Linked DNA regions of Mus musculus: all the other regions are linked to region 5. A link is a contact called in public Hi-C, HiChIP or PLAC-seq and promoter capture Hi-C data. All regions are on one chromosome and are shown on one strand. The core of a region is the stretch at or near the end of the contact, and the rest is flanking DNA. Distances in the headings are between cores, read along the strand shown.

Evidence for each region. Promoter capture Hi-C pulls out the DNA fragments that hold promoters and counts their contacts. A called contact is a pair of places that touch in the nucleus more often than the background predicts. HiChIP or PLAC-seq counts read pairs in DNA pulled down with a chosen protein or histone mark.
Region 1: an H3K4me3 HiChIP or PLAC-seq map of pro-B cells shows a contact between it and region 5, with 6 times the contacts expected there. The contact joins the enhancer-like site here to the promoter of Creb3l2 in region 5. A contact is called at or near these places in 22 of 39 promoter capture datasets (the 3T3-L1 cell line, 3T3-L1-derived adipocytes, the C10 cell line and 13 more), 4 of 15 datasets of contacts at CTCF or cohesin (embryonic stem cells, large pre-B cells and stem cell-derived epiblast-like cells), 58 of 484 Hi-C or Micro-C datasets (the 3T3-L1 cell line, 3T3-L1-derived adipocytes, the AML12 cell line and 39 more), 29 of 115 datasets of contacts at active chromatin or transcription factors (the NIH/3T3 cell line, T-cell acute lymphoblastic leukemia, Th17 cells and 16 more) and 4 of 9 other capture datasets (adipose tissue, embryonic stem cells, liver and 1 more).
Region 2: a contact with region 5 is called in a promoter capture Hi-C map of the 3T3-L1 cell line, with 2.4 times the contacts expected there. The contact joins the enhancer-like site here to the promoter of Creb3l2 in region 5. A contact is called at or near these places in 4 of 39 promoter capture datasets (the 3T3-L1 cell line, 3T3-L1-derived adipocytes and hippocampal neurons) and 1 of 484 Hi-C or Micro-C datasets (cerebellum).
Region 3: a contact with region 5 is called in a Hi-C map of the N1E-115 cell line, with 4 times the contacts expected there. The contact joins the promoter of Ptn here to the promoter of Creb3l2 in region 5. A contact is called at or near these places in 1 of 39 promoter capture datasets (neural stem cells), 2 of 484 Hi-C or Micro-C datasets (the N1E-115 cell line and forebrain) and 2 of 115 datasets of contacts at active chromatin or transcription factors (the NIH/3T3 cell line and astrocytes).
Region 4: a contact with region 5 is called in a promoter capture Hi-C map of neural stem cells. The contact joins the promoter of Atp6v0a4 here to the promoter of Creb3l2 in region 5. A contact is called at or near these places in 10 of 39 promoter capture datasets (the 3T3-L1 cell line, 3T3-L1-derived adipocytes, the C10 cell line and 7 more), 6 of 115 datasets of contacts at active chromatin or transcription factors (the NIH/3T3 cell line, embryonic forebrain, embryonic midbrain and 3 more) and 3 of 9 other capture datasets (adipose tissue, embryonic stem cells and liver).
Region 6: a promoter capture Hi-C map of pre-B cells shows a contact between it and region 5. The contact joins the promoter of Svopl here to the promoter of Creb3l2 in region 5. A contact is called at or near these places in 14 of 39 promoter capture datasets (the C10 cell line, the HPC-7 cell line, cranial neural crest and 9 more), 7 of 484 Hi-C or Micro-C datasets (the AML12 cell line, B cells, bone marrow-derived macrophages and 2 more), 13 of 115 datasets of contacts at active chromatin or transcription factors (the NIH/3T3 cell line, T-cell acute lymphoblastic leukemia, bone marrow-derived macrophages and 6 more) and 3 of 9 other capture datasets (adipose tissue, liver and macrophages).

Annotation. Positions count from the first base shown.
Region 1 is chr6:38,064,003-38,067,152 of GRCm38.p6, reverse strand. All of the region lies in intron 14 of Atp6v0a4 (ATPase, H+ transporting, lysosomal V0 subunit A4), which reads left to right. Among named protein-coding and RNA genes, the nearest start is that of Svopl, 19 kb to the right of the region's middle. Within about 2 kb of position 1,847, at least 77 of the 459 cell types and tissues checked have an H3K27ac peak or open chromatin away from gene starts, as enhancers often do. A contact at or near this core is called in brain, cerebellum, cerebral cortex and 6 more, where this site is marked.
Region 2 is chr6:36,895,471-36,898,623 of GRCm38.p6, reverse strand. The region is part of intron 28 of Dgki (diacylglycerol kinase, iota); the gene reads left to right. Among named protein-coding and RNA genes, the nearest start is that of Gm52857, 6.5 kb to the left of the region's middle. Within about 2 kb of position 1,758, at least 37 of the 459 cell types and tissues checked have an H3K27ac peak or open chromatin away from gene starts, as enhancers often do.
Region 3 is chr6:36,808,488-36,811,484 of GRCm38.p6, reverse strand. It overlaps Ptn (pleiotrophin), which reads left to right and starts at 1,306. Exons shown (of 5, transcript NM_008973.3): 1 at 1,306-1,591.
Region 4 is chr6:38,123,298-38,126,242 of GRCm38.p6, reverse strand. Atp6v0a4 (ATPase, H+ transporting, lysosomal V0 subunit A4) reads left to right here and starts at 1,657. Exons shown (of 21, transcript NM_080467.3): 1 at 1,657-1,915. It overlaps D630045J12Rik (RIKEN cDNA D630045J12 gene), which reads left to right. Exons shown (of 20, transcript NM_194061.3): 20 at 1-2,945.
Region 5 is chr6:37,440,600-37,443,520 of GRCm38.p6, reverse strand. Creb3l2 (cAMP responsive element binding protein 3-like 2) reads left to right here and starts at 1,373. Exons shown (of 12, transcript NM_178661.4): 1 at 1,373-1,822. The coding sequence starts at 1,721. It overlaps Gm33318 (predicted gene, 33318), which reads right to left and starts at 1,011. Exons shown (of 3, transcript NR_166917.1): 1 at 488-1,011.
Region 6 is chr6:38,045,644-38,048,555 of GRCm38.p6, reverse strand. It overlaps Svopl (SV2 related protein homolog (rat)-like), which reads left to right and starts at 1,560. Exons shown (of 16, transcript NM_177200.4): 1 at 1,560-1,638. Atp6v0a4 (ATPase, H+ transporting, lysosomal V0 subunit A4) reads left to right here. Exons shown (of 21, transcript NM_080467.3): 21 at 1-73.

The DNA.
Region 1 (3,150 bases), core at 598-3,097, 620 kb before region 5:
AGATATTCGTGCTCTCTCTCTTCTTCTCTGTCTCTGTCTGTCTGCCTGTCTGTCTTTCTGTCTCTGTCTCTCTGTTTCACACACACATACACGCATCACACACACATACAAGTTGATTGCTTAGAAAGTATACACACACACACATTAAATAAGTTACTTAATATTTTGATCAAGCGTCCTACTTTGGTATTTTCTTGCAGTGGGTAACATATTACACTGTAATGTATGATTTTAGCTTGTTTGCAGGCCAAAGGTCAAACTTGGGTATATCTTTAGGAGCAGCCTACCTTGTGTTTTGAGTCAAGATTTCTCACTGAAATCTATGACTTGCTAAGTGAGCCCCAGGGACCCTCCTGTCTCTTCCTGCTTCAGACTAAAAGCACACACCAACACCACCACACATTTTTACATGAGTTCTGGGATCAAAACCTGGATTCTCGTAGGTGCCTGGCAAACACTTCACAGACTCAGGTTCCTGTGGAGTTTTGAGATGTGTTTCCTTTGACTTATTTGTTTGCTGTTTCTTTCAGTCAACTAGATGTGGCATTTCCAAAGCCTTTACACTATGAGATCTCTGAGGGGAAAACAAAAAACAAAAAAACAAAAACCCAAGTTGTGAATGGATACAGAAGTTCATGCTCATAAAGCCACCAGGTGTCACTGTTGCGTTCCCAATCAACCATGCCTCCGGTAGTCTTGATGAATGTCATTCTCAGCTCTGTGTGGAACACAGCCTGAGTGGCCAGCTTCAGCTTCAGCAACTGAGAGCACGGCCTGGCAGTGGCTCTCCAGTCACCACCCTCTCAGTCGCCTCCCTCATGCGTGTCATCCCTGAGCTCTCCTCTCCTCACCCAAGAAAGCAGAAAGCATTGCCCAGGGGTTTTCAGACCCTACCTCTCAGTCCCAGCTGCTGCATTCTAAGTTTTATCAAAACAGGTAAAATCCTTGCAAGCCAGTTGTAAACGGCAAACGTAAAAGACAAACGTGAGTGGCTGATATTTTGTAAAGGTCTTATTTTTATTATTATTTTTTTGATTCTGCATGCCTGTGCATGTGTGCACTCAGGTTCATGTGTGCACACGCATGTGCCTATGTGAGTGCAAGTGCCCTAGCAAGGCGGAGGCATCGGGTCTCCTGGAACTGGAGTTGCACGTGGTTGGAAGCCAGACGTAGGTGCTGGGAGTGAGCACTGCGAGAGCAGCACGTGCTTCTTCTCTCCAGCTCCATGTGTTGCCTTTGCATAGAGGAAGGCTTTCTCATTGGTCAGGATGCCATGGCCAGGAAGCTGGCAAGGGGGAGATGTCAGGGTCTGGTTATTTTCCTTTGCTTTGAATCCCATTGTTCCTACCTTCTCTTCCTGCACAGCCCACACCCAACTGTCAGTGAACCCCATCTGTCCAGTTCTGCTCTCCAGGCTCAGCAAGGCGCACATTACACGGTGGTATTTTTATTCGGCTTTAAATGAAATCATGACATTCGCAGGAAGACAGATGAAACTGGAAGTTACTGTGTCAGGCTAAACCAGCCTGCTGCAGACAGACCAATGCTGCTCACTTTCTCTTCTGCAAAGCCTAGACTTAAAGTGTGTGAGTGTGTGTGTGTGTGGGGGAGTGAGGTTGGGGGGACAGGACTAGAAGGGGAATCATGAAAAGAACAAAAGAGAGCTTAAGGAGGTTGTGGGGAGGAGAGTGTCTTAGGTTGCTTTCTATCGCTATGATAAAACACCATGACCAAAAGCAACTTAGAGAGGAAAGGGTTAATTTGGCTTCCTCTTTCACATCACAGTGTGCCATTGAAAGAACCTGGCAGTGGCTCTCCAATCCTGGAGGCTCTCCAGAACCTGGAGGCAGAGACTGAAGCAGAAGCAATGGAAGAATGAATCTGTATTGGCTTGTTCTTCATGGCTTGCTCAGTCACACTTCTTACACCATCAGGACTACCTGCCCCAGCTGGCGTGCCCACCGTGGGCTGGATTCTCAGATATCAGCCATTAATCAGGAAAATGCCAACTGGACAATCTGGTGGCATTGTCTCAGCTGATGTTCTCTCTTCTCAAATGACTTCAGTTTGTGTCAAGATGACACAAATAAACACCAAACAAAACAAAACAAAACAAAACAACCCCCAAAACAAAAACCTGAGCAGGATGGATGGTAATGGAATCCAAGTGAGGATGATTTGAGAAGAGAGGGAACCAGGCAGAGTGGGAGCTGGTGTGCACTGGGGAAGACACAGGTGAAGTGGAATGAAGTAGGGCAAAGTCTAGTGACACATTCGTGTGAAGATGCCACATGAAACCTGTTACATTGTTTCCTGTTAACTTCACAAGCCAGCAGCCAGTGCTCTTAACCACTGAACCATCTCCCCAGCCTCTCAAGTAATAGGAAAACAATTTAAAAAAGAGGAACGAAACAAAAGCAGCCAAGCAGCCCAGAGTTCCCATCCTTTGTGCAATTTTGCCACTTGATCACAATTCTGAAAGGAAAGAAAAAGACCATCAGGGTCAGAGAGAGAGGCAGGATGCTCAAAAGAAAGGGGGAACTGGTAAGGTTTAGAGCTTACTCACAGGAGGCACTGGGTTCTATCCCCAGCACCACAAAAACAAAATAAAACAATTCAATTGCTTGTCATAAAATTGTATACGTATAATTTAAAATCTACAAAATATAAAATGTCGCAGACAGCAGCAGGTTTGGCAGCCATGGCCCTTACGTTTCTCTTGCTGTTTGAACCAGAAACTGATGAACGGTTTAATCATTATTACATAGTGTAATGTTCCTTAACACATTCATTCACTGTGTTAGGCATTTTCCTGTGACTTGGATCATAAAATGCCTAGCCTTCATCATAGCAGAGCAACTTTAAGGTATTTTCAGTTTCCTTGCTCAGTAAGGGGACTGAGGCCAGGGTCATGTGCACAGTAGCAAGTGTTCTGTCACTGAGCCACTCTCCATAGTGGGGACATGGTGGTTAAGAATTCGGCTGTTCTGGAAATCGACTACCTGTGTCTGAATCTTGGTTTTCCCATTCATTGGCTTTGTGATTTTGAATAAATGAACATCTCTGTGCCTATTTTGTCACCTGTAGAATGGGTATGACAGCCAGAGCCCCGAGATTGCTTAATAGATGGACCAGTCTAGTCATAAACAT
Region 2 (3,153 bases), core at 509-3,008, 550 kb after region 5:
GAGTAACTCTTCTTAACTTCCTCATGCCCTCATATCTTTGGTATGTGACGCTGGCATTTCTTGTTTGGTTTGTCTTTTTGTGGATCTACGGTAGCTTTTTGATTATCTGTGATAGTTTCATTGGGTATGTTCTTTCCAGGACTTTGTGTGTTTTCAGACCCTGTTTTATCTGCACTCTCCTCTGGAATCTGGTTTAACATCTCAAGAACAGGACATCCCAGCTCAGATTGGGACTTTCTGCCTGAATTTGTGGAAAATGATGTCTCTGTGTCTCATTAATGTCACGACTGTTCTCCTGAAGCACAGTCTAACTTTTACTATATTTGGTGACTCTTCTTCATCGATGGCAGTTTCCCTTATAAATAGCTAGATTACTAAAAGATGCTTTTATTGGTTTCATGCTCCCAGTTATTTTTCATGGGTTTCAAGGAGAATTGAAAAACAGACATTTTTATTCTTGCTTCTTGACAGGGAAGTTTTACAGTAACCCCTCTGCTTATCCCCTCTCTGTTCTCTTTAGATCATTCAAAAATAGAAACCAGAAAATGTGGCTTTCAAACATTTTTTTGTATTTATTTTAGAAAGTAAATTCCAGACACGTGAAAATAGATTTATAGGCTCCATATGGAATGGCCCCCAACTCCCCCAGTCATGGGTTTTATCATTCTTTATGTGACAGCAGTACTGAGTTATTTATGTCTCTGATAACGTCTATGAAGTCTATGAAATTTCAGTTCTGGCTGTTTTATGTACCCGTTGCTTCTGTCTAGAATTTTTCTCTCACTTACCTAATGAGGTCTTATTAATTCCCTAAGGCTGGGGCCAAATAGTTCTGACCTTTAGAGTTTGTTTTACTCTTGGGGGACATTGACATGGCTGCTCTGTCCATGCTGCTCCCCTTTACTTAATACACATTTTTCTTGTTGTGAATCTCACTTTGTTATAAGCATTGGGTGTTTTTCTATATTATCTCACTAAGCTATAAATATGATTTTTATTCTTCACTAGATTATGACTCTTCTGATATTGTTCTTGGTTTCTCCATCACTTGATGTAGGACACACATTTGTGACCTTGCTACATGCATTAAGTCCAATGAATTGAAAGATTCCAACATGAATGATAACAATTTAGTTTAATAAAAGAATAACCAATCTTAGAAGGAGTCTTTGAATTCATATTTTGTTCTTGCTGGTGTCTTTTTCTCAGTTCCCTGTATTTGAATGAAATACGAATGTCAGTGGCACCAACAAAGTCATAAAGCATATCAAAAAACATATATATTGCATAAATCATAATAAAGTCTGGCAGTCAGGAAAATATAGAGGAGAACTCTACCTGAGTTATTAGTAAGTGTTAGTAATAGTTCATCGTGTGAAGGCAACACCTACCTCTAAGACTGTGTACATGGAAGGAAATTAAACAAGTTCTGGCCCAAGTCTCTCAGGATGGTGGGGATAGGAAGGTTTCCTGTGTACCTCAGCTGCTTGGCTCAGCTGTCAGGAAGATAATCTCTTCCTGATATTCAACCTCTGTTTTAAAATCAACTGCTTCTATTGCTCATTGCAGGACATTTCTTCTCTCCTGAGCTGAGTTCTGTGAAACTTTGTATGCCTGCTCCCAGCCTAAGTGGATGAGGTACATGTCTCAGTAGTATAATCTAGTGACATTTTGCAGTGAAAGGTGAAATTCTGAGTGAGGGTTGAAATACTCCATATGTCTTCAAATTCCACAAGTCCAGGAGTGTGGGAGACATTCAGCCACAGAAATGCAACATGACTAATCTGTGCAAAACACTCTGATAGTTCGTCCTCACTGCCTGGACCTACTTCAGAATGCATCCCCTTGGGACTTTAACAAAGCCATCTGGACTATTTCAGATTTAGTATGAAATGTTTTACAGAAAGGCAGCAAAGAATGCGCCTCAAGGGCTCCAACCTTGAGACATGCAGGGGGCTATGGGCATGGGTTTCTCTTTGTTCTCATTCTCTATCAGAAGTTAATTGTAAATATATGTTTATTTGCTTTACATAAGAAATAAATCGGGAGTGAAGATGTTCTTTTGTGAGGACACATGCTCCATGCCCCAGGCACCTTCGTCAGCACACATTATTTCCAATCTACATTCTTCTTTGGAATCAACTTCCAATTCCATTTTAACTTTGATTCCACACAGTCCCTGTTTAATTTTTTTCCTGCTGAAGCAGACATGGGCATCCCTTTGGCTGGATGGCTTGGGTATCTTTTGTGGAAGGGACCTCCTTCCAAGACCCCCTTTCTTCTAGAGAGATCAGGACAGTTCTTCTTAAGGTCCTTGAGAGGCGATGTGATCACTTTCAAAGAGCCTTCAATTGTGTTTGATTTTGAATACCATATGGTGGTACTGAAATGCTTTCAGTTCAACAAATGTAAAACCAGGGCCCGCTTTTTCTAACTAAGACATATTTCCACATTGCTAGGGGAAATAACCTACGAAGACCAGTATGAGGAGAGTACAAAATCTGGGAACTTTTAGAGACACGTAAATCGGTTTCAACAAGAGAGGCCAAGTGTTTTTCAAGTAATGATGGCTTAGTGACATGTCTGGTTTATTTGCCTCTTGGACACTGATTTTTTTTCCACCAAATCTTGGGATTTCATTTCATGTGCCAAATTCTACTTGAAATGGCTCATGAGGCTGAAATGAGTTAGCAGTTTGCACTAGCGGATGTTCAGATTGTTCTTTTCATCACAACTATGCGCGCAACTATTGCTATGTATTCACATAATAAAAGAGATATCATTCATCAGTAGGATCAAGGGCAACTGGATCATGCATCCTCGAGTTGTTTACTCTTGCTCCAACATCATTGACTATATCCCCCCACTTTTATTCACACCTCCACTAGTGTCAACTGAAGGGAAATAGTTTATGGTTGACATGATATTCCATTTGATAGCTGACTATGATAATTAGAGCTAAGCTTACAGGTTACACAGGAAAGTTATTGATTTATTAAACTTGTGAGGCCCAGTGGTTTTTGGTCTTATCCTGATTCTCATTGGTTTGGAGATAATAGGCCATCACACAGAAGTTTAAGCTATGTGCAATCATTAAATTTCCATGAGGAATGTCAAAAACAGGAAAATAATGATAATTGTGCACTCATTTTC
Region 3 (2,997 bases), core at 57-2,556, 630 kb after region 5:
GAACACTCACATGGACTGTTTCATGGCAAAGATGAACTTTCAAACAGGGATGTGCATAGCCTGGGAGTTGGTCTTGAGGAAGGCATGTGCAATTTGTGTGTGGAAAGGTGGTTTAGCAGAAGAGACTGTAAAGAATACAGATCAGGTGTAAATGTGAATTTCTGTCCATTTTTTCGTTGGAGGGCGGGGTGGGGGGAGGGGCAGAAACGAAGATTAGTGGACTAAAAGCTCTACTCCTGCAGGGTCACCTTTGTCCCTCGATTACTCTTGGACATTGGTACAGGTAACAGCCAATAGAAGACTCCTAGTCCTTAAAACCACTTGCCATAACCAATGGCTGTAATTTTAGGAAAGGAGTGGTCTTAAGATGTGAGGGCTTAAAACACCCTACGGAATCCATAGGATCTGTAAGTTGAGTTGAAGAGATGTATCTTTGGTGAGAAATTGGAGCCAGTTTTATAATTTGACCGTGTTTGGGCAAATTGGGGTTTTACTCCATCTTTTCTGGTCAGTTTCTATGTGTGACTCAAAACTGTCACTTTGCTCTCCTTGGTTAAAGGAGAGGAAGGTCTCAGGAAGCCAGGAAGCCCACTCTAATTCTTACAAACCCCAGAGCTTGAGCCACACTGATTACCCCCCTGTGTTCTTTGCCAAGAGCATGCCACAAAATATGTGACCCGAAGGCATCGAAGAAGCCAAGAATGGAAAAATTCCCTAAAGGAAAGTGACATTTAATTGGGAAATTTCAGAGATCTGTCACTCCTAGTGACAACCCAGAAAAAACTGCTTTGCAGCTTTGTGACTGGAGGTGAGCTGCAACTGTCAGCTGAAGTTAGCAGGGACTCCCTGCAGGGAGGCCTTTAGGGGCGGAGAGCAAGGGACAGCTGCCTTTGCACATGGCTCCCCCAATCTCGAATAGAATATCGTGTGTGTGTGTGTGTGTGTGTGTGTGTGTGTGTGTGTGTGTGTGTGTGTGTGTGTGTTTAAAGCTGTACCAAAACTGTAGTTTAAAATGCTGTCAATTTTCCAATTAAGATATCCAGCTTGATAAGCCGAGCTATGGACCCATGGGAGGGGGAGAAAAACATGGTTCTTGGGAGTTTGTACAAAAAATATGGTGCTGGGTGGGTGCTAAGAACAAACGGTCTTATAACCCATGGTCTTTCTACACAGATCCGTTTGGGGAAAGACTGCCCCCAGAGTAGCCTGCTTTTCATAAGCTTCCCAATCAGATTTCGGGGGCAAAGCACTCCCCTCCTCCCTCGCACAGCCTGCTTCTTCTCTCTGCCCTCTCTCGTCCCTCCCATTCTCTATTTCCCTCCCCGGCAGGGTGTAGTTGAGTGAAGGCAGGATCAGGTTCCCCGCCTACCCGTCCAAATATCCCGCCAAGGAAGCCCCAGAGCACAAGAAAACCCAAAGTGGAGAGAGGGGAAGAAAGAAAGCACTGAGTCATCCATCCAGAAGGGGGGAGAGCAGAGCGCAGCCGCCCAGGCAGGAGCATCAGCCAGCGATACCTGGAGTCTGCAGAAACCTCGCCCGCACTTTGCAACAAAGGCAGCCAGCTAGTCAGCGAGGACCTCTGCAAGCCAAAGTAAGTGCAAGATACCCTGTGGTTTTCTCCAAAGGGTCTCTGGTGCAGTGTGCCTACCCCCCAAAGCCACTTTTCTGGTAGCCTGCAGTACGTGGAGGGGGTTGGAGCAGGAGAGAGGCTGCCTGGAGTCCGCTAAATAGGACTGCTTTTAAAAACGGACTTGCTCCAGAAGGCAAAACAGCCGAAAGGAAATTTTGGGGGGAATGAGCTAAGTAACCTAGCATGTGCTTGGATGGGAAGAAGGAAAGCAGCTTTTGGGCTGTGGAGAGTGCATGGGGACCGAATTCCTGCTACCTGCCAGAGCATGCAAAGCGCGGGAGAGGGCACATTTGTGCTCTTTGTAAAACCTGGAGCTTTGGTGGGTGTGTCTGGCCCAGTAGGCATGAGAGAGAAGAAAGGGTGTATCAGTAGACAGGTCTCATTTCCTACCTCCACTTCTCAGGTTGCCCTAGAGCTTGCCAACTGCCAATTGCTGCCCGCTCTAGGTGTGGTACATGCCTGGCAGCCTGCCCCTCCTGTGTCTGCTGATGGAGAAACATCTCCGCCAGAGCAGCCTGCACTCCCTAGCCTGCCCACGAGCCCAGAAACGCTTCTAGAAACAGTTCAGTCCAAAGTTTCAAAGGCACACTTTGGAGTCTACCTTTGCTTGGTTGGGATGCCAACTGGCATAGAAGCACTTACGTTTTCAGTTGTATCCAAATAAGCCAGGGTTGTGGTAAAGACGAGTTTGGCAGACACCCGGAATTTCTGAGGTGATATTCCAGTTGTTTCCATAATATATTTTGAGAAGAAAAGTCACTTCTTTTGTGCATAAAACATAACCTTTCCTCTCTTCTAAAATATGTGTGTGTGCATGCGCACACACACATGCACACACACACGCACACACACACACACACACACACACTTCTATGGGATCTGATGTGGCATATAAATACAAGAGCACACATGTAACTCACATACAGATTGCTAACTAGTTCTTGTCTCCTTAGTAATAAGGACTTTGGAGCTGTAGGAGCAGAGCGAGACTTCAGAAGTAGAGTGGGTGCCTCACAGAAGGAATGCACACTTCAGGGGAGAACAAAGTAACAGAGTTCTAGTGGGTCAGCATCTTTCCTCTTGAAACTACCAGGCATAGTTTAAAAAGTGTGTGTGTGTGTGTGTGTGTGTGTGTGTGTGTGTGTGTGTGTGTGTGTGGTGTGTGTGTGTTGGAAGGAAGGGCCTGGGAGGCACTTCAGGAACTACCAAAGAAAAGCTTTTGAACTAACAACATAATGGAGCAATTTCACGATCCCAGGCAAACGTGGAGCTGATGAAACGGTCCAGCCCATTTGGGCCCTTTGATCATCTGGGAATGAATTGTTCTGTGAGAATATTAAAAGGTAATGAGAGCGAAACAAAAGAGA
Region 4 (2,945 bases), core at 408-2,907, 680 kb before region 5:
AGTGTGGCATGCAGGCTCTGTGGGGGCGCCAGTGCTCAGTTAGTTGTTGGTTATTTAAAGCACACTCAGTTTGCACTCATTTCCCCTAAACAACTGGCACAGCAGGTTGACCATCCTTAAACTGCTGTGAAACATGCCACGTCCTGCAGGCGTCCAGTCAATCATCCAGTGTGCTCCCCTAAAAAACGTCGTCCTCAACATGTATTAATTATTAAAGTGCTCCAAAATGAAAGTTAAGTTTAATGTCTGTCCTTTCCTTCTAATTTTAGAAGTTCTGTTGAGAAACACAAACTGCAAATTTAAGTCAGCATTTTTAGGACAGAGTGCTTGGAGAAGTGCTTTTTTGCAGTCTCCTTTGTTGCTGATTTCATGTGTCCGATTCCTTCTGTATGTCATTCTTGTTAACAAGACCATAACCTCCCCGACCTGACACCTCATATGATCTCTGCTTCTAAAAATCAGGTGTGATCCTACTTGAAAACAACCCTTGAGGAGGGCGCCTCGGTCACTGTGAGCATGTCAGAGGCTTTCTGTGTAGATGTCCTGCCATGGGTGATGTGTGATCTACCAGTGGCTGGGTTCACCCATCAGTAATCAGAGCAAGACAAATGAGAGCAAAGCCCCATGTGACTCCTCCTACTGCTGTGTTGTTTCAAACTTACCAGGTCCTCTGTCAGTTTCAGAGGTCACCTGTGAAGCATCTTTTTTTTTTTTTTTTCTTTTTTTGCTCCCAACTTCCTGACACTAGATGAGTCAGCAGACATGAGTCCTGACTTCCAAGAGATTTTAGAATCTAAGCTGGATAGTACAGACAGGTATAAAAGATGGATGCTATAGATAAGCAGGGTGGCTTAGATACCCATAAAATGCAAAAGGCACAGGTGTGTTGAATATTCAGAAGTCAAAGAAATTACATGTTTGGGATTGATGAGTCTTTAGGGCAGAAGCCAGCTGCAGAAGCCACTTTGATGTTACCCAAGCCACAGCGCTAGATAAGCCTCACAGTTGTCCAGGGGAAGGGTTTAGGAATTGGGTCTTTTGTCCAAGTGACTTCGGTCTTAAGAAGAAATAGTGTTGGGAGGGAACCTGTCTAGTAACAGAGCTAGCAAATGTCCAGGCTGGTGAAGATCCGCTGAGCAAGAGCCCTGGTGTGGGGAAAGGGAGGTCAGAGTACCAGGAACTGCTGATGTCTGCTCTAAAGTACTTGAGTGGTGCTAAGCTGGGCCTTGCAGAGCTTAGCTTATAGCAGACCTTGAGCCTCCTTGGTTACAGCAGGTTGTGGATAAGTTACATCGGGCTTCATCATCTATACCTCCATTTTTTCCTCCAGTTTTTAATTTACTTTCGGAGTTTGTGTTGATTTTGATGGCACGTGACTTTTAAGCAGTAGGATTTTGCCAAGCAGAATTTTTGAAGGCATGAGGCCAGTGACCCAAAGCACAGGTGCAAGTGTGCCTGGAAGGCTTCCAGCCAAAACCAGTAATTCCCTGCTTTCTTGTATACAGAGTGTTCACTGCTATTTCAGATCTTGGTGAGTGTTCCAGTAACCAAGCCAGTCCCCAGGACACTAGTCTACGTTGGCAGGACTTCACAAGTTAATCATTCCTTAGGCCTCCCTTGGCCCTTTCATCCTGGATTCTTAGGTGGGAATCAGACACTTAGAAAGATGTTGGGTCAAGGTTCTAGGAGCAGGACAGAGTGTTCCTGTCATAGTACACACTAAGTTTCCCACTAGCAGAGTCCTCGCCATGTCATTTCTACCTCCAAAGTCATCAGAGCCTGCTTGTCCACATCTGGTCCAGGTGGGAGTACAAGGAAGGCTGCTTCTACACCCATGAGCACAAATACGTCTGTGTGGGACAGTCCACTGAACGTCGTCATTTAGTCCAGCCCATTGCAGGCATTCCTGGAACAGGTGAGAGGGTTTCTACTTCCCATGAAGTATATAGGCTTACACTCATCACCTCGTAAACAAGAACGGGCACATTTCAGGTGGCTTATTTTGTGGGGGAGGGTGCTGGAAGGGGTTGGTGGTGATTGTGGGTGTCTAAACTGGAATTCTTTTGTCCATGTTAAAAAGACTTGAAAACTGAAACGTCACGGTACAGTGTTAATTCACGCCTGTGTGTGTAACAGGACACTCAGCAATTATCTTAAGAACACACAGCAGCATTGACGTGTAGAAAGAGAATAGTAAATGCCTTTGGGAACACGGTTGAGAGCCAGCCAGGACGCAAGGGGAGCAATGAATGTCTGTGTCTGATATGCTCCTCCCAGGTTGGTGTCCCACTGGACAGGTCACAATGCAGGCTGCCTGCTTTGCCTCCTCCTGTGTTTCCCTGCTCCAGGGCCACTTCCAGGGATTACATGGAGGATCACCGATGTCTTTTCTCATGCCCACCAGATATCAAGTACTCATGACTTGACTCCCAAATGCGCCGTTACAGGGCTAAGTTAAAGCCAGACTTTAAAGTTCTGTCACGGTGGTAAGGAAAGAAACAGGAGGTGCTAGAGGAACCAAGAGTTCTGGTCATTAACTCAGTCATGCCGAGCACCAGGGCGCTGGTTCTGAAACGGTTAAGAGAAAGGCTCTGGGCTTTGCTCCCATCTCTGCACAGCGCACTGTGGAGCAGAGAGGAGGGAGACAGGAGTAGGGTTATCAGGGAAGCTTGCTCTGCCAGGCTGCTCCAGGATGCCAGCTTGTCTCTGACTCGGTTGAGGTCCATGCTCTGACTTTCTGCACCCTCGTGCTAGGCGATTCGTGTTACTATACAAAACCGCAGAAGGAATTGGGCCACCTGTGGCATCAAGACTGCAACTTGACAATCACGGTTTGCTGATCTCAAACGGGCACTTAAAGCCTGGTATGGGTGTGTGATTTAGTGACTGAGCCTGCCCTTCTGTTTGTCAGTTACGTTTCTACCCTTCAATTAGCTGCACTGTTT
Region 5 (2,921 bases), core at 124-2,623:
AAGGTCTGTATTTAAATATTAAAATAGTCTCAAAAGATCCTAGGCTAGACAAGCAGACTCATTTTACATGAAAAATAAAAGTTGCTTAAAGACAGTGTAAAGTTCTGAGACTTCTGTCTTCACACAGCAAAACCACGCTCTGAAGAAGACAAAACTCTCTGTAGACCTGATACCTGACTGTCCCCTTGTAAGAACCACCTGGAACCACAGCCCTGTATGTAAAATGGTTAAACTATAGCCAACTAAGGCTGTTTCCATAAAAGGAAACCTCAAAAGGGAAGAAGAAAAATCACATTGGGGGAAAATGCTATAGAGCAGGCCTTTTCTTCTCTAAGGGGGTCAAAGGCTTAGATCTCTTTCCCAACACTCACTTTGGGGTGCATCTTGCAGCCATTAAAACACTTATTTTCCCCTAAGCCCCACTTCATCCACGACACTCAGGAGAGTATCCGTTACCTCTTTGACCAGTATCTGGAATAGTACCCACCTGGCCATCCTCTCATTTTTTTGCCTGGTACTCCATTGGGAATAAAAGATCTGTGAAGCAGGCACTAGTGGCATAACCGTGCAGTCCCTCCCAGCTCTCCGGAGGTGAGGCAGAGGGATCAGGAGTTCAAGCTCAGCCTTAGCTGCACAGTGCAGTTGAGGACAGCCTGGGCTACAGGTAACCTTGTCTCAAAAACAAAACAACAAAATCCTATGAATTTAAAAAAAAAAATTAGCCCTCTGATTTAGGACTTGGAAACGTGTGGCAAGATTGGCTAATGTCTGTTTAATAAAGGCCATAAAACTACATAAAAAGCTAGCAATGAATGTGTGCTAGAACTGTGATAATTCAGATTTCTGCTCACGTGCGCATTTTCATATATGTGGTGCATTCTTTTAAATCCAGACAGACTCACGCGACCTAAACTAATTTGAAATGTAGACAGCGCTTCAATCCGCTTGGTTTCTCTGAGGAAATAAACTCGCGAAACAAACCTCCTTTAAGCGGAGACTCTTAGGGAGGACACTGGGCGCGCACGCCCTCTCTTATAAAAATGTATTCTTGTCGCTATTTGATTGGTTGGCTCCTCCAGGTCTCCCTAGCTCATTGATCTATGTTTCAGTCGATCATTTCTAGACCCTAGCACCCTATTGGTCCATTGCGACGCTCCGGCAGGAGGCGTTCCCCAGTGACGTAAAAGACCCTCTCCGCCCACATTCCGAGGACTAGGCGGAGACTTCGCGCGACTCTCCCTCTGGGGGAGGGACATGGATGAGAAAGGGACTTTTGATACGGTATAGATGGCAAGACGGGCGTTCGATTGGTCACTGGCCTGGAAGGAGGTGGGGTCGCCTCTGGATCCAGGGGCAGAGCTCAAGAGCCCAAGGGAGTCTCAAAGTTTGTCTGGAGCCCTAGTGGGGAGTGGGCTTGTTGCGCGAGGACTTTCTTGGGATGAGCGCTGCCTTTTTGCCTTCCTTTTGGATGCACAGCCCGATTTAACCCCTGCACCTTCCGCCCGATCCCAGCAGGCTTGTCCTCCCCGGGGAGTCACAGATTTCCGAGGACAAGGGTCGCGTAGCCTTCGGCAGGGCTCTCCCGAGTTCCTGCTCCAGTGCATAAGTTCCACGCGCGCACACGCCAAGTACACGGGGAGAAGCGTCTCACCGGCCCGCGGCGGCTCTGCGCGGTCCCCTCCTGCCTCAGCATCCTCGGCCCTGCGCGGCGCCCACCGCCATGGAGGTGCTGGAGAGCGGGGAGCAGAGCGTCCTGCAGTGGGACCGCAAGCTGAGCGAGCTGTCAGAGCCCGGAGAGACTGAGGCCCTCATGTACCACACGGTGAGGACCCGTGGTCCGGGCAAAGGGAGTCGGGGGTGAGGAGAAAAGCGGGTTTTGTCACCAGCTGGGTCCTGGGAGGCAGCGTTTGGGGAAGGGCATGACTATATTAAGAGGTCTGGGGATGGGAGTTTTCTTCTATGAACACATTAAGGTGCACAGCTGGAGCCTTTAAACTTTCTTCCGAATAAGTGACCCTTTGTATTCCAAAGCAGTTTATAGTGTTTTCCTGTCGGTAGCTCCATTTCCTATTGCTAACGGTACAGCAATGCTGGGAAGCGACGTGTTTTGAGAATAATACCTCCGCCCAGTTATATTGATTTTTTTTTTAAAATGGTAAGGTTTGTAAAAAAACACACACAATACACACACATCCAAAATTTGGACAAGCTAATGTAGTATAGTCATCCCATATGTTTTTTGTCCCCATCCCATCCAGTTTCTTTACTTTCTTGTTTATAGCTTTAAAATGTTCGTGTTAAAAGCCTTCCTTCACCGCACGGGAAGGCGGCCGCCTCACTTGGCTGCTTCATCTGCACAGCCTCGAACTGCTTCCTCCCTTTTTCAGGGGAAAATCTGAGGCAACTGCATGTTTCAGAGAGGCTCTGGGGGAGAGGTAGGACAGCTCACCAGTTCCTTCCCCGCAGAGACCTCTTTGGAGACTCAACTGTCAGAAGCGTGAATCATTTAAAGATGTCACTTTCAGCTTTTTGCAAGAGAAAATCTTGTTTGTGATAGCCAGTGCTGGTAATGTGGCTTTGTTCAGAACTCTTAGAAGTTGAGAGGGAGGGGTGGGGGTGGGGGGCACTGAGGGACTGCTGAGGGACTGAGGTAAGGACAGGCTTGGCTGCATTTCTGTCTTAGTGCTGTTAATGGGGTCAGTACCAGGATATTTGAAACTTTTGCAAAACGGCCTGCAGGCTCCACCTCTTTGGCCTTTGCCACTGGCTGACTGTATTTTGGGAAAAGGGATGGGGCCTCCTGCTGCTTCCCACCAAAGCATTTGTGGTAGCTGAGAAGGTCTGGTTAAAAAAAGAAGCCATGTGTAGGGTTTAGAGGGAGTGGTGCTTCACTCTGGGGCAAAAGCCAGATGTTGAGTGTG
Region 6 (2,912 bases), core at 311-2,810, 600 kb before region 5:
GAACCCCCTCACCTGAAGTTCCTGCAGTATTTCAAGTGTTATAATCATGAAAATAAATGTCTGCTTTATTCACTGTTTAAGATGTCGTTATTCCAAATTAATCCTTAACATTTAGCACCAGCATTTAAAGGCCAACGCCAAGGCCGAACAATGGGGTTGCACAACCTAATCCCCAGGGCAGGATTAGTTTGTTTTCCCTTCTCTTCCCCCTTGTCTTGGGCTTAGCATTACAAGTTGAGGGACTCTCAAATATTGTCACCCCACAGGAGGAAGCACAGCTAATGCCCTCTGTGGGAGAGGGAGGCCCAGCCTGGCTCTCTGCATCGCTAAGTCCTGAGAAATGAAACATGACCACATGACATCATGCTTGGGGCGCTGTTTATTGTCAACACACACTGTGCTGGGGTAACTGGAGCAGGAGATGCAGGCATGGTGAGCTATGGGAACAGTGTACAAAGGCGGAGACTACCTCATAGTTGGGGGACTGAGAGCCCAGAACCAATGTATTAGGATCCCTGGACTGGTGTTCCCGCAAGTGCCTGAGGAAAGTGTGCACTGGTCTTTCTAAATGGCCTGAATCCAGGTGAAGACCTGCCAACTCTATCGAAACCCTAGAAGTAAGACTAAGTCACATTTGTAATGCTCTACAGTTGACTAAGTCCTTTTTACATAAAGAGCTGATTGTATTCAAAATTTCCTTTTAGATGGGAGTATGCTTGCATGTGTTAGTGTATACAGGTGCAGGCACATGTCTTCCATGACACTTATGGAGATTAGAGGACTACTGGGTACACCAGGCTCGCTGGCCTGTGAGCTTCCAGGGAAGTTCCTGTCTCTGACTTCCATCTTGCTATAGGCACAGTGAGATTATAGACTCACACTACTGTGCCTGGCTTTTACATAGCTTCTGTGGGATTTGAACTTAGGTCCTCATGCTTGTGTGGTGAGCACTTTATCCACTGGCCATCTTCCCGAAGCTTGAGAATCTTATCTTTTAGACCCCATCTGCTGACCTGTGTCAAGATTGACTGGGGTTGATAGAAGCAATGCCCAAATCTTCTATGAACTTGGCAGGGAGAATAATTCCATTTCTTGTCCAATGATGTACATGATGAGGAACGCAAACACAGGCACATTTGGCACATAGGGGGCTCTCCACCTCTCTAGACTATAGAAGAGGGATTGTAAGACCTGGGCAGTGGAGGGGATGCTCAAACCAGTGACAGCTGACAGAATAGACCAGCTTTAAGTGCCTTTGAGAAGCCCATGGCTCTCCTATTGCCACGACCCTCTGGGAGTTTTAAGTTCTCAGTGCTGGTGTTCTTCTGGTCACCCATCTAAAGAAGGCACTCGGAGGCTTGGCAGCTTCAATCTCTCTGAGAACACTGTTATTTTCTCTTTAACAAGGGATCCGGTGAGGGCTGTTTTGGAGGGGGTGTGACCTCAGAACGCCAGGTGGCTCCTTAATGAATCCAGTCTGGAGAAGTGAGATGAAAGGAGTGGGGGGAGGGAAGGGGCCAGGCCGCTCTAAAAGGTGAGTTCAGAGGAGAGAGGCCCCCAGTGCTGCCAGAGGGCTGTGGGGAGACAGCCAGCCAGCGCACAGGGACCTGGAATCGGAAAGTTCCAAGGAACACAGAGGTGAGAAACTTTCAGGCAACAGGCTGTTTTTACTGCTGCTGTTCAGTGTAGGGAGGGGAGCTGACTATTTGTGTGTGGCTGGAAGCAAATGGAGTGCGAATTGTTTTTTTAAGTATTTATGTATTGTATATGTGGAGGTATATGTGTGTGTGTGTAAATGTGTGTGTGTGTGTGTGTGTGTGTGTGTGTGTGTGTGTGTGTGCATGCACATAGGCTTATGCCCTATGCACATTCCCAGAAGTCAGATGAGGACCCCAGGTGCTCTCTGTATCCCTGTCCCCTTACTCCCTTGAGAAAGAGTCTCTTACTGAACATGGAGCTCTGCTGGCAGCCAGCGAAACCCAGTGCCCCTCCCCGCCCTGCCCTCCCTGGTGCTGTTATAGAGGGCCACAACCATACTGGCTTTTTATATGGGTTCTAGGAATTTGAAATTGGGGTCCTTATATAAGTATTCTCCCAGCCCCTTATTGATGATGCTATAAAACAATTGCATCACACATCAATAAAAAAGATCTATAGGGGCCCAATTTTTTCTGGCTTCTATTCAGTATATCAAAAGACAATAGAATGAAGTTATCAGTCTTCTGGGAGTTTGGTTACTTGGGGCCCCTCCTGCACTTTTGAGTGGCAGAGTCAACCCTTAATCTCTCCATGTCTATCCGTATCCCCTTCTCTGGCTGTTTGAGGGGCATGCCTTGCATCCTCACTTCAGTGTTTGAGGAAGAGCTGTCTGGGATGCTAGTTCTTTTCCTTGTTTCTCTGGGTTAGTTTGGTTTAGCTTCTGCCCTGTCCTCCCTCTTCTCCTCCTTTCCTCCCTCCCTCCTTCCTCCATCCCTTCCTCCTTCCCCTCCCCTCTCTTCTTCCTCATGAGACCCTCACCTACCTGAGGAGCTGTTGGCAACGACCGATGGCTGTTGGGGAAGGAGAGTATTTAATGCACTACAGAGTCCATTGTGTAATTAGATGCCACTACTTCATAAAAAGTTACCAACTAGAGGATGGAGAGATGGCAGAGGGAAAGGGCTAGCTCGTGTAAGCATGGGAGCTGAGTTTAGATCCCCAGTACATACGTAAAAAGCCAGTATATGAGGTAGCATACACTCATAATCTCGGTGTTGAGGAGGCAGAAACAGGAGGATTACGTGGGGCTCACTGGCCGGCCAGTCTAGCCTAAGCAGTAAGCTCCAGGCCAAGGAGAGACCTTGTCTCAAGGGTGATGGGTGACATTCCAGAGGATGACACCTGAGGTTGTTCTCCATGTTCCACATGCACAC